Linked DNA regions of Sus scrofa: all the other regions are linked to region 2. A link is a contact called in public Hi-C and HiChIP or PLAC-seq data. All regions are on one chromosome and are shown on one strand. Each heading gives the region's core, a stretch centred on a gene start, on an enhancer-like site or on the middle of the called end of the contact. The rest is flanking DNA. Distances are from core to core; before and after follow the strand shown. Region 1 holds the start of LIMK2 (LIM domain kinase 2). Region 2 holds the start of DEPDC5 (DEP domain-containing protein 5). Region 3 holds the start of PATZ1 (POZ-, AT hook-, and zinc finger-containing protein 1).

Region 1 (3,011 bases), core at 74-2,573, 440 kb before region 2:
GGTAGGGAACATACACTATAACCTCTTTCCATGTGCAGGGCAAATAAATACTGCTCCTTTTTGCTAGCCATGAGGTGGCTTGTCAGGAGAGTCCTCTGGATCCCCGTCACTTTAATTCAATACATAGTCTCATCATTACTGTAGTCAGAGCAGAAATTTCCTCAGAAACTAAAGCCAACTGCTGAAGAGGATTCCTAGGACCTAAGGAAAGCCAGGTACATCACCTCCACCACCCCTCAGCACTTTCCTCACACTCAGGACCTCAGGAGCTACCTACTACACCCAGAGGAGAAAAATCTGACCTGCATCTAGTTTGGACTACAGGATCAGGGCAGGAAGGGAGAATTATGCTCACCTTTGCTTACTCGAGTGCTGGTTGAATTTTGTCCTTGGTAGGAGTGTCATCCATTTCCTCAGGCCCCATCCCTGTCCCTTCCTGGTCATTTGTATGTTTTTCTCATGACCTAAATCTGATCTAAAGAAATGGCAGTTTCCAAAGACCCAGCACAGGAGAATCTGATGGGAGGGACCAGCTGATATGACAGACCCTTCGTCACACAGAGGACCTCAGTCCCCACCCAAACCCAGTGAGGGAAGTGGTTCTCAAAGCCCCTCAGCCAGCTAACAGCTGCCAGAGACCAGTCTGCTGTCCCAAGGCCTAGTCTAGTGCTCTCTTCTTTATAGTCCAAAGGGCAAATCCAGTTCACAGGTATATTTCCTTTGACCTACATGGCATTTTTAGAATTTGAATGTTAGCAACATTAAAAAAAAAGGGGGGGGGAATTGCACCTAAATACCTGGATTTTTGACTTGTCTTGAAAAATTGGAAGACCTGGTGTTCTGGGCTCATTTGTATAACCTACTTGACCGCTGAGTGTCAGCTTGCTCCTAGTGGCACAAACAAGTGGCTTCTCTGAGCTGGAAGCTTCTAAGAAAAGCCCACCCCCAACCCCCCAAAGGTATTTGTGGGGTAAACCTGGTTTCACCATGTTCATATTTTTGATGCCAAATACTCTACTGGAGAGAGCTTTCGACTGGGAGTGAAGAGCCTGCCTTCCCAGCCCAGCCCAGCCCCCAATGAGCTAAGCCATTCTGAGCTAGTCAAAACTTGTCCCCTCTGGTCCTCAGCCGTCCTCATCTGTAAAATGGGCTGAGGGTCCTCTGTGTTGAGATCTCCACCCTGCGCAGCGTCTGCGCAGCCTCGTCAGCTCAGGCACCAACCGAGGACGCCGTTCGCGCTAGGGGGCACCAGAGCCGCCAAAGAGTCCGACCGGTGGGCGGGCCAGGGTCCCGGGGCGGGGCCTTGCGTCTGTTGGGCGGGGCGTCGGCGGGCGGGGCCCCGGTGCCAGGTGCGGTTTGGTCCTCCCCGGGCGCCGTAGGCGGCGCATCCCTCGCGCCCGGGGCTGAGATCCTCCCGCGCCTGAGGCAGCGGTGGCAGCTGAGCGGAGCTGCAGTGGCCCCAGCCTCCTCCCCATTTCCGCGCCTCCGGGACCATGGCGGCGCAGGCGGGTAAGGAAGGGCCAAGCAGTCCTGTCCCGGGCCCGGGGCGCCTGAGGGGAGCTGGCGGCCCCTCGGGGGTTTCGGGCTGAGTGGACCCGGGGCGGGGGTGGCCCCGGCTCCTTAAAGGAAGAATTTGGGAGTGGTGAGCACCGCGCTTCCCGAAGACTGGGAAGTTGTGGAGGGAGGGCGGGGCGGCTTGGGCGACTTCCCGTGAGTTGAGGTCCCTGGGAGGAAGGGATGCTGGCGGCATCTTTTTTTGTGGACTTGGCGACCGAAAGTCTTCAAAACTCTTTCTAAAGAAGCTGAAGGATCCGGATTCCCTAGAGGGTTTGGGGAGTGTGAGGAGCACGGGGTCCTCAAAGTTGGGAGCACTTCTGAGAGGATGGAGCGTATACCTCGGGTTCTGGATTTTCTGTGGAAAATTGAGGAGTTTGACTCCCGTCACGGGATCCGAGGCTTCTGGCGGGTGTCTCGGTGCCTGCGGCCCCCTGGGTCTTGGGTTCTCTGCGAGAAAAGGGCAGTGTGGGCTCCCTTGGGTTTTGGGACACGACCTGGGGGGAGAGAGAAAGTGGAGCATTATTCCTGGGGAAGGTAGGCTCCCCAGGGGCTCGGGCCCTCTTGGTCCCTCTGACACAGGAGAGGAATGTGGCCAAACACCTCCTGGAAAGAAGAGCTTATGAGGGTGAAGGGTAGCTTCAGTGTTAGGTTGGCTGTGCCTGCGGTCCCCTCCCAGTCACTCACACCACCCTGCAGCTTCCTGCCCTCCTGGCCTGTCTCCCTGCACCAGGGACTTTCTGTTTCCCAGCCACCTGTGTGGGTGGCCTAGCCTTTAGGTCGACCAGGGTCAGCGTCCAGAAGCTTTCTAGAGCTGGCAGGAGGGAATAGTGGAGGAGGGAGGCTGTCCTGGAAATCTGCCCCCGCTTCCTGGCTTTCAGCCTGTGGACAGTCACTTCCTCCATCCTGAATACAAGGACCAGGCCACCAGTGGGTCACTTCCTCACCATGGGAGTATGGGATTTTCTCCTCATTCTTGATAATAGGCTTCTGGAGAAGGAGGGCTAGGGGTAGGAATACTCCCTGTCCCTTCCTCTTTGTTTTTCTGTTTTTGTTTTTGTTTTTTAGCTTCCAGAGTTCTTTAGCTCAAGTGATCTCCATTGGTTTTTTCCTAACCTCTGTAGCATAGGTTTCCTGTTCTGAACCTTGAATCTCAGAAACTTGTGAAAGATCTTAGAGTGCAGTAGTGTTTATTAGTTTTTCTCTGAGTGATTCATAAAGCTGTCTAGAGGCATTACTGTTTGTAGATGCATTAGTCTGTACATTCTTTTTTTTTTTAGGGCCACACCTGAAGCATGTGGGAGTTCCCAGCCTAGGGGTTGAATTGGAGCCGCAGCTGCCAGCCTATGCCACAGCCATAGAATGCCAGATCCTTAACCCACTGAGTGGGACCAGGGATCAAACCCGCATCCTCCTGGATACTAGTCAGGTTTGTTACCACTGAGCCACAATGGGAA
Region 2 (2,897 bases), core at 43-2,542:
GCTCTGGCAAAGGCCAGCGGCTACAGCTCCGATTGAACCCCTAGCCTAGGAACCTCCATATGCCATGGCCTTAAAAAGACCAAAAAACCCCAAGAAAACCTTGTTAAGGTTTTTTGTTTTGTTTTGTTTTGACAAATTTTTGCCAAAACTGAAATATTTGTTAACTATGAACATCCTTCAGGAGAAGGAATCAGATTCCCCTAAGGGCCAGGGACAGAGTCCCATTAACTCTGTGTGGGATGGAAGGAGTGCCCAACAGCCTCAGAGAAGACAGCCTGGGGGATCTGGGTGAACTAGCAACATAAAAATGTCTTTTATACTTAACATTTTATCCCTGAAAACTTTTGCAACTGTTGCAGTCTACCTGATTACATGTTTTCTTTACTATTAAAAAAATACAATTATTTAAGAGTTATTTAACTTCTGAATCCTAAAGTAAAATCACAGGTGGGTCTTGCTACAGGGGCCCCCTTCACCCACTCAGCAGTCTCTCTGTGGTATGCGATGCTTTTTTTTTCTTTCAACATTCAGAGAATTTCTGAAAACTGTAGGTCAGTTAGTTGGAGCTCGCAACTTGCCAGGAGCCCTTGGCCAACTTCAGTCACTGCCCACACAGCTCTGATTTTTTCCTTGAGAAGAGAAAGATCTTCAGACTGAAAACGGTTTAGGATGAGCCCTGGAGTGAGATGGGAGGATGCTGGTTAAATGCTCAGCTTTCGGAGCCAAGTTGGACTGGAGTGTCAAGATCTGTCCTTGCTCCCTTCAGAGTTGTTTCGTGTCCTCTGCCAGTTCCCTGTCTGTGAATAAGAGTGTCTCTGCCACCTAAAAAGGATGTGACAATTACATAAGTATGTCTGTGAAAGCTATGGTAGCTATTATTAAGAACCAGACAGGCACGGAACGCCACTTGGGGTTTGGAAGGATTTGAAATAGTCCTCCCCAAAGTGGATACTTCCCAGCAGGGGCTATCGCACTAGGTCGCACGTGCTCAGCCCTTTCCATTTTACAAAAATTCTCCCAGAAACTATTTTGTGCCTCAGTAGCCCTGTGAGGCCAGGCGAAGGTCCATAACTTCGTTTACAGATCCTGGGACACTCATTCGAGTTTGCCCTGTTGCGCAAATCACTAGGTCGAAAGCGAATCTCTTGGACTCGGATCTACTTCGGAACGTCTGGGAGGAAAAGCACTCCCCTTCCCCAGTCGGGAGCCATCAGACTCCCGAGTGGGAAACTACTACATGCAATCCGACCAAGAAGCTACACGCGCAGCCCCGCCCCCGGCGCGAGCCCCGGATGGGGAAGTGGCTCGGACACCGAGACGAGGCGGAGGCCCGGCCAGAGCGGCCCGGGGGTAGGGGGGTGGGGGTGGGCGGGAAGGGGGCGGTACCCAGGGGCGGAGCCACCGGAGCAGCGCGGGTTCTCAGGTGAGCGCTTGGTGGCTGGGGAGGGCCGACCGGCTCCTGGAGCTAGGGCACCGGAGCTGCACCGGCACTGAGGGCGTAGGCGGGGCGTCCGGAGGACGCACAGGGGCCCCGGCCACGGTCGGGCTCTCGGAGTCCGGGCCTCCAGCGGGAAGTGGCTCCGGAGCTGCGGGTGAGTGGAGCTGGCCGCCGGGGCCCTGGTTTGAGGATCAGGAGGGAGGGGGCCGTGGCCCAGGTTCGAATCCTGGACCCATCCCCACCCCCAAACCGCTGTGTGACCTCAGGCAAGTCTTGTCAGTCTCTGAGCCGCGGTCGCATCAGCTAGGGAATGAGGGGGGTGCGAAGAGGAACCGATGAGTTTGTGCAGCTGGAGGTTTGGTGAAGGAACCCGTGCTTTCCTTCTATTTACATTCTCCTTGCCCAGGACATCAATGGCGAAACGTGAACAGTGGGAGCGCCTCTCAGTCTCAGGAACCTGAGCAAGTCTCTTGCGCTGGCCCTCACTCTCCTCGTCTACAGAATGAGTGTGCCTAACCTCTTAAGATCTTCTTAATATTTGGCGTTGTTGGTTTAGATAGAGGCAAGGCGGTGAGTGCCTCATTCACTCCAAGTTTTCCCTTTGGTGTGTGATAAAGTATCTTCGTGGAGGTTGGGCTGGACCCTGGCCCGAATTCCCTTTCGTTCTCAGATTCGTTGGTCTGTTTGTTCTCCATCCCTCCTGATAATTGGAGGAGTGATTTCATCCAGGGAGTTGGTGTCACCGCTCAAATGATCAGGGCTAGTATTTTCACTGATCTAAAATCAAAGAACCCTTGCAAGGAAAGATCTGACATTCCAGCCTTTTTGTTTGTGTTTCAGTGTCAGGGAGGCAAGATGATTTCGCTCCCCCAAGCTTGGAACAGCTGAAGGAAACAACAGTACAAGATGAGAACAACAAAGGTCTACAAACTCGTCATCCACAAGAAGGGCTTTGGGGGCAGTGGTCAGTATTGACTGGTCTTCGGAGGTTGTGTAATTTGGCTGAGGTACTAGTGTGTCTCTGGTGCCTTGAAATTTACACACTGACTCATGTGACAGTTGGGGCTAGGCAGGCAATTTAACAGAGTGAAGCAGCAAGTGTAATACCATAGCAAGGAGGGTAGCAGGACCAGGGAGAGCACAGGTTCCTTCTGCAAGCATTTTTATTTGCATTTTAAGGCACATTGTGAATATTGCCAGCTTACTACTCTTCATTTGTTTGGATATTTATTTATTTATATTTTTGCTTTTTTTTTTTAAGGGATGCTCCCACAGTATATGGAAGTTCCTAGGCTAGGGGTTGAACTGGAGCTACAGCTGCTGGCCTATGCCACAGCCACAGTGATGCGGGATCCAAGCTGTGTCTACCACCTTCACCACAGCTCATGGCAACGCTGGATCCCCAACACACTGAGCAAGGTCAGGGATTGAACCTGCATCCTCATGGATACTAGTTGGG
Region 3 (3,107 bases), core at 138-2,637, 330 kb before region 2:
CAGCCCACACACGGGGCAGGAATAGGGCTTCTCCCCCGAGTGGGAAAGCTTGTGCCGATTGAGATGGTACACGTCTCGGAAGATCTTGCCGCAGATCTCACAGGCCACCTGCTTCCTGGTCCGGCTCCTCTTTCGGGGGCCGTCGGGGTCCTCTGAGATGGGTAGCCCATTCTCGCCCAGCCTTGGAGGAGGAAGGTCGATGTAGCCCAGCTGGAGGCTGGTGACACCATGCTGGGCCTCGTGCTGCCGGAGCCGATTGGCATCAGTGAACACCTTCCCACACAGGCCACAGGGAAGGATGCCTGCTTCCCTCAGGCCCCCTGGGGACCCGAACATTGAGTCCAGAAGGTTGGCCTTCCTTGGGCGGCCCCGGCCTCGCTTGCCAGTCAGGGGAGGGGCACTGGATGCCACATTGGGGAACGGGGAAGTCAGCAGTTGGGGAGACAAGGGTCCAGCCACCATGGGCAAGCGGTCCACACCAGGTAACACAGGCAGGGAGGCTTGGCTCGCAATGGCTGCACCAGCTGCCCTAGCCGCCTCCTCCTCGGGCTGCATGCTGCCTGCGATGCCATTGCTGTTGGCTGCCAAGGCTGCTCCATTGGTCATGTCCAAAGGGAAGCCTAAGTCCGAGGTCCCAGGGGGACGAAAGAGCATGATGTCGGCCCGGGCAGGGGGCACCAGGATCTGCACATTGGACTGTTTGATGACTTCCTGGCAAATCTCAATGACGGACCTCATCAGCAGAAACTTGGCAGCCGTCATAAGCTCGGGGAAGCTCTCCAGGCGAACCACAATGCGGGAAGTGTAGGCGAAGTCCAGGATGTCCCCGAACACCTTGGAGCTGATGGTGTGCATCTCTAGCTCCCGGCTGCCCCCAGCCCCACCGCCTGGGGCCGCCGCTGCGCCCCCACGTCAGCGGGACCCCCCTCCGCAGTTCCGCCGTCGCCCAACTGGGCACTGAACACCGACTCAAAGTACTCGCTGCAGGCGGCCAGCACCGCGCGGTGCGCTGGGAAGCTCTCATCGCCCACCCGCAGAAGCACGTCGCAGAAGCGCCCGCCGTTTTTGCGCTGCTGGTTCAGGTTGTGCAGCATCTCCGTGCTGTGTCTGCTCACCTGGTAGGTGTAGCAGCCCGACGGGCCGCAAGAAGCGTCGTTCACCCGCTCCATGGCCGCCACCCCCTCCCCACAAACCGGGCCGCGGCACTTGCCCGCCCCACTCCCTTCCCCTAGGCAGCGAGAAGCAGAGCGCAGCGAACGTGTCTACACTCCCCACACGTGCCGGCCCCGGGCTCTGTAGTCTCGCAGGTGCGCCGAGCGCACACGCCCCCTGCCCGGATCGGACTGTCTAGACTGCAGAGCGCACCACCTCCCACATAGCTGCCCCCACCCCTGCTGAATCCTGCACTCCTCTCTCCTCTCCACCGGCCCGCCTCCCCTTCTCGGTCTACCTCTCGGGGGGTGCGCGAGCAAAGAGGTGCGCCCCTCCCGCAAACGCTCCTGCCACCTCCCCTCCCGCCCGCCAGGCGGCGCCGGCGCGCAGCCAAGAGGGGCGCGCGCGCACGGGGAGGAGGAGGGGTCTGTCACGCAGGCGCGTGCGCGCGCCGCGGCTTTTCCCGGGCCCGCTGGGGGCGCGCGCTGCGTCCCCTGCAAAGCGCGAGCCGGGGCGGGGGCGCCGGAGCGGAGGAAACAAAAGGCTAAGGCGGCGGCGGCGGTGGGGCGCGCACCGGGGCGGCAGCGCAGGCCGGGTCCCGGAGGCTGGCGGGCGATGTCCGCAGCGAAGGCTGGAGCGGGCGGGCGGCGGTAACGGCTGCAGGGCTGGCCCTTTCCTGGGCCGGGCGAAGGCGGCGGCGGAGCGGCGGCGCTGCGGCCCCGGGCTCCGTGTGTTCGGAGCGGAGGAAAGATGGCAGCGGCTGCACTTCCTCTTGCACTTTCACCCCTGGGGGGAGGAGAAGGAGGGGGCGATACCAACAACACCCCCCCCCTCGCTTGCAGAAAAAAAAAAGAAACGGCGAGCTCGGCGTGGGGGGCCCCCTGCGCCCCTGGCCCTGCACGTGCGCACCCGGATTCCTGGCCCGGACCGCCCCGCGCTGCAAACTTTCCACTTTCTTTGTGCGGAGCGCCCCCCCCTCACCCAGCCGAGGATGCACGTCCCCCCTTCCCTATTTATACACACCCCCCCGCAGCTCCGCTCCCCCCGCTTCCTGCCCCCCCTCCCCAGTCCCCTGCTCCGCCAATGCTAGCGCAGGCTGAGCCCCCGTCCGGCCCCCGCCTTCCCACCCCGCCCGCAGGGCCGGGGGCTGCAGTCTCAGCCCCCCCGGACCAATGCAAACGAAGCGCCAAGCCAGCAAACCAGCTCCCGCTGCCCCTCCCTCCCGGCCAACAGTGGCGGCTAGTGACGGGGCGGGGGAAAGGGGGAGATCAAGGGGGTACAGATCTGAGCCCCCCCCAGCCTGCGATGCGCACCCGTAAGTCGAGCGGGCGTCGGCTAACCTTAAGAGCTCCCTTTCGATGCACGAAATCCCTAGAAGTCGCCTGCGACCGCCTCCCCGCTCCCAACCCCAGAGAGGGCCCGGGGTCCTGACTGGGGGCAGGCCGAACCTCTGGAGCTGCTTCTGCACCCCGCACGCTGACTGAACCAAAGGGGCTGCGCGCCCGGCATAGCTGGGGATATGAGTCCATCGTCCTTCTCCCCCAAGCCGCCACACGCCGAGCTTTGTGCCCCAGGGATGGGAAAGTCACCAGTTCAGGGAGGCGACAACATAGAGGCAAGGGCAGGAGCAGGGATCCCCGCACACCCCAGGAATCAGGGGTACTGGAGACTCCAGGGAGCGCCCTTTGGCTTCCCGAGGTCGAAAGCATCCCCAGCGCCTGCAGCCCAGCGAGTCGCCGAGCGCTCAGGCCATGGGCCCCGCCTGCGGGCCTGAGCGCTTTGTCCCCGGCGGTCCTGAAGATGCTGCCACGCGCGGGCTGGACCCAGAGGTTCGTCTGCCTGTATAGCGTTGGCGGCCGCCGCAAGGCAGCCCGACTTGGAGCTTCGGGCTGCAGGCACCGCACGTGCGGGCGGGAAGTTCCCACAGTTGCAAAGAGGAGCGAAGTATGTGTTCC

The links. Hi-C and Micro-C count contacts between places; a contact is called where the count stands out from the background. HiChIP or PLAC-seq counts read pairs in DNA pulled down with a chosen protein or histone mark.
Region 1: a contact with region 2 is called in a Hi-C map of liver, with 4 times the contacts expected there. The contact joins the promoter of LIMK2 here to the promoter of DEPDC5 in region 2. A contact is called at or near these places in 1 of 47 Hi-C or Micro-C datasets (liver) and 1 of 2 datasets of contacts at active chromatin or transcription factors (alveolar macrophages).
Region 3: an H3K27ac HiChIP or PLAC-seq map of skeletal muscle shows a contact between it and region 2, with 2.1 times the contacts expected there. The contact joins the promoter of PATZ1 here to the promoter of DEPDC5 in region 2. A contact is called at or near these places in 1 of 5 promoter capture datasets (liver) and 1 of 2 datasets of contacts at active chromatin or transcription factors (skeletal muscle).

What each region holds. Positions count from the first base shown.
Region 1 is chr14:47,982,661-47,985,671 of Sscrofa11.1, forward strand. LIMK2 (LIM domain kinase 2) reads left to right here and starts at 1,324. Exons shown (of 16, transcript XM_005670864.3): 1 at 1,324-1,509. The coding sequence starts at 1,494.
Region 2 is chr14:48,420,496-48,423,392 of Sscrofa11.1, forward strand. It overlaps DEPDC5 (DEP domain-containing protein 5), which reads left to right and starts at 1,293. Exons shown (of 42, transcript XM_013983091.2): 1 at 1,293-1,423; 2 at 2,279-2,402. The coding sequence starts at 2,345.
Region 3 is chr14:48,091,998-48,095,104 of Sscrofa11.1, forward strand. It overlaps PATZ1 (POZ-, AT hook-, and zinc finger-containing protein 1), which reads right to left and starts at 1,388. Exons shown (of 6, transcript XM_021073093.1): 1 at 914-1,388; 2 at 1-911. The coding sequence starts at 1,169.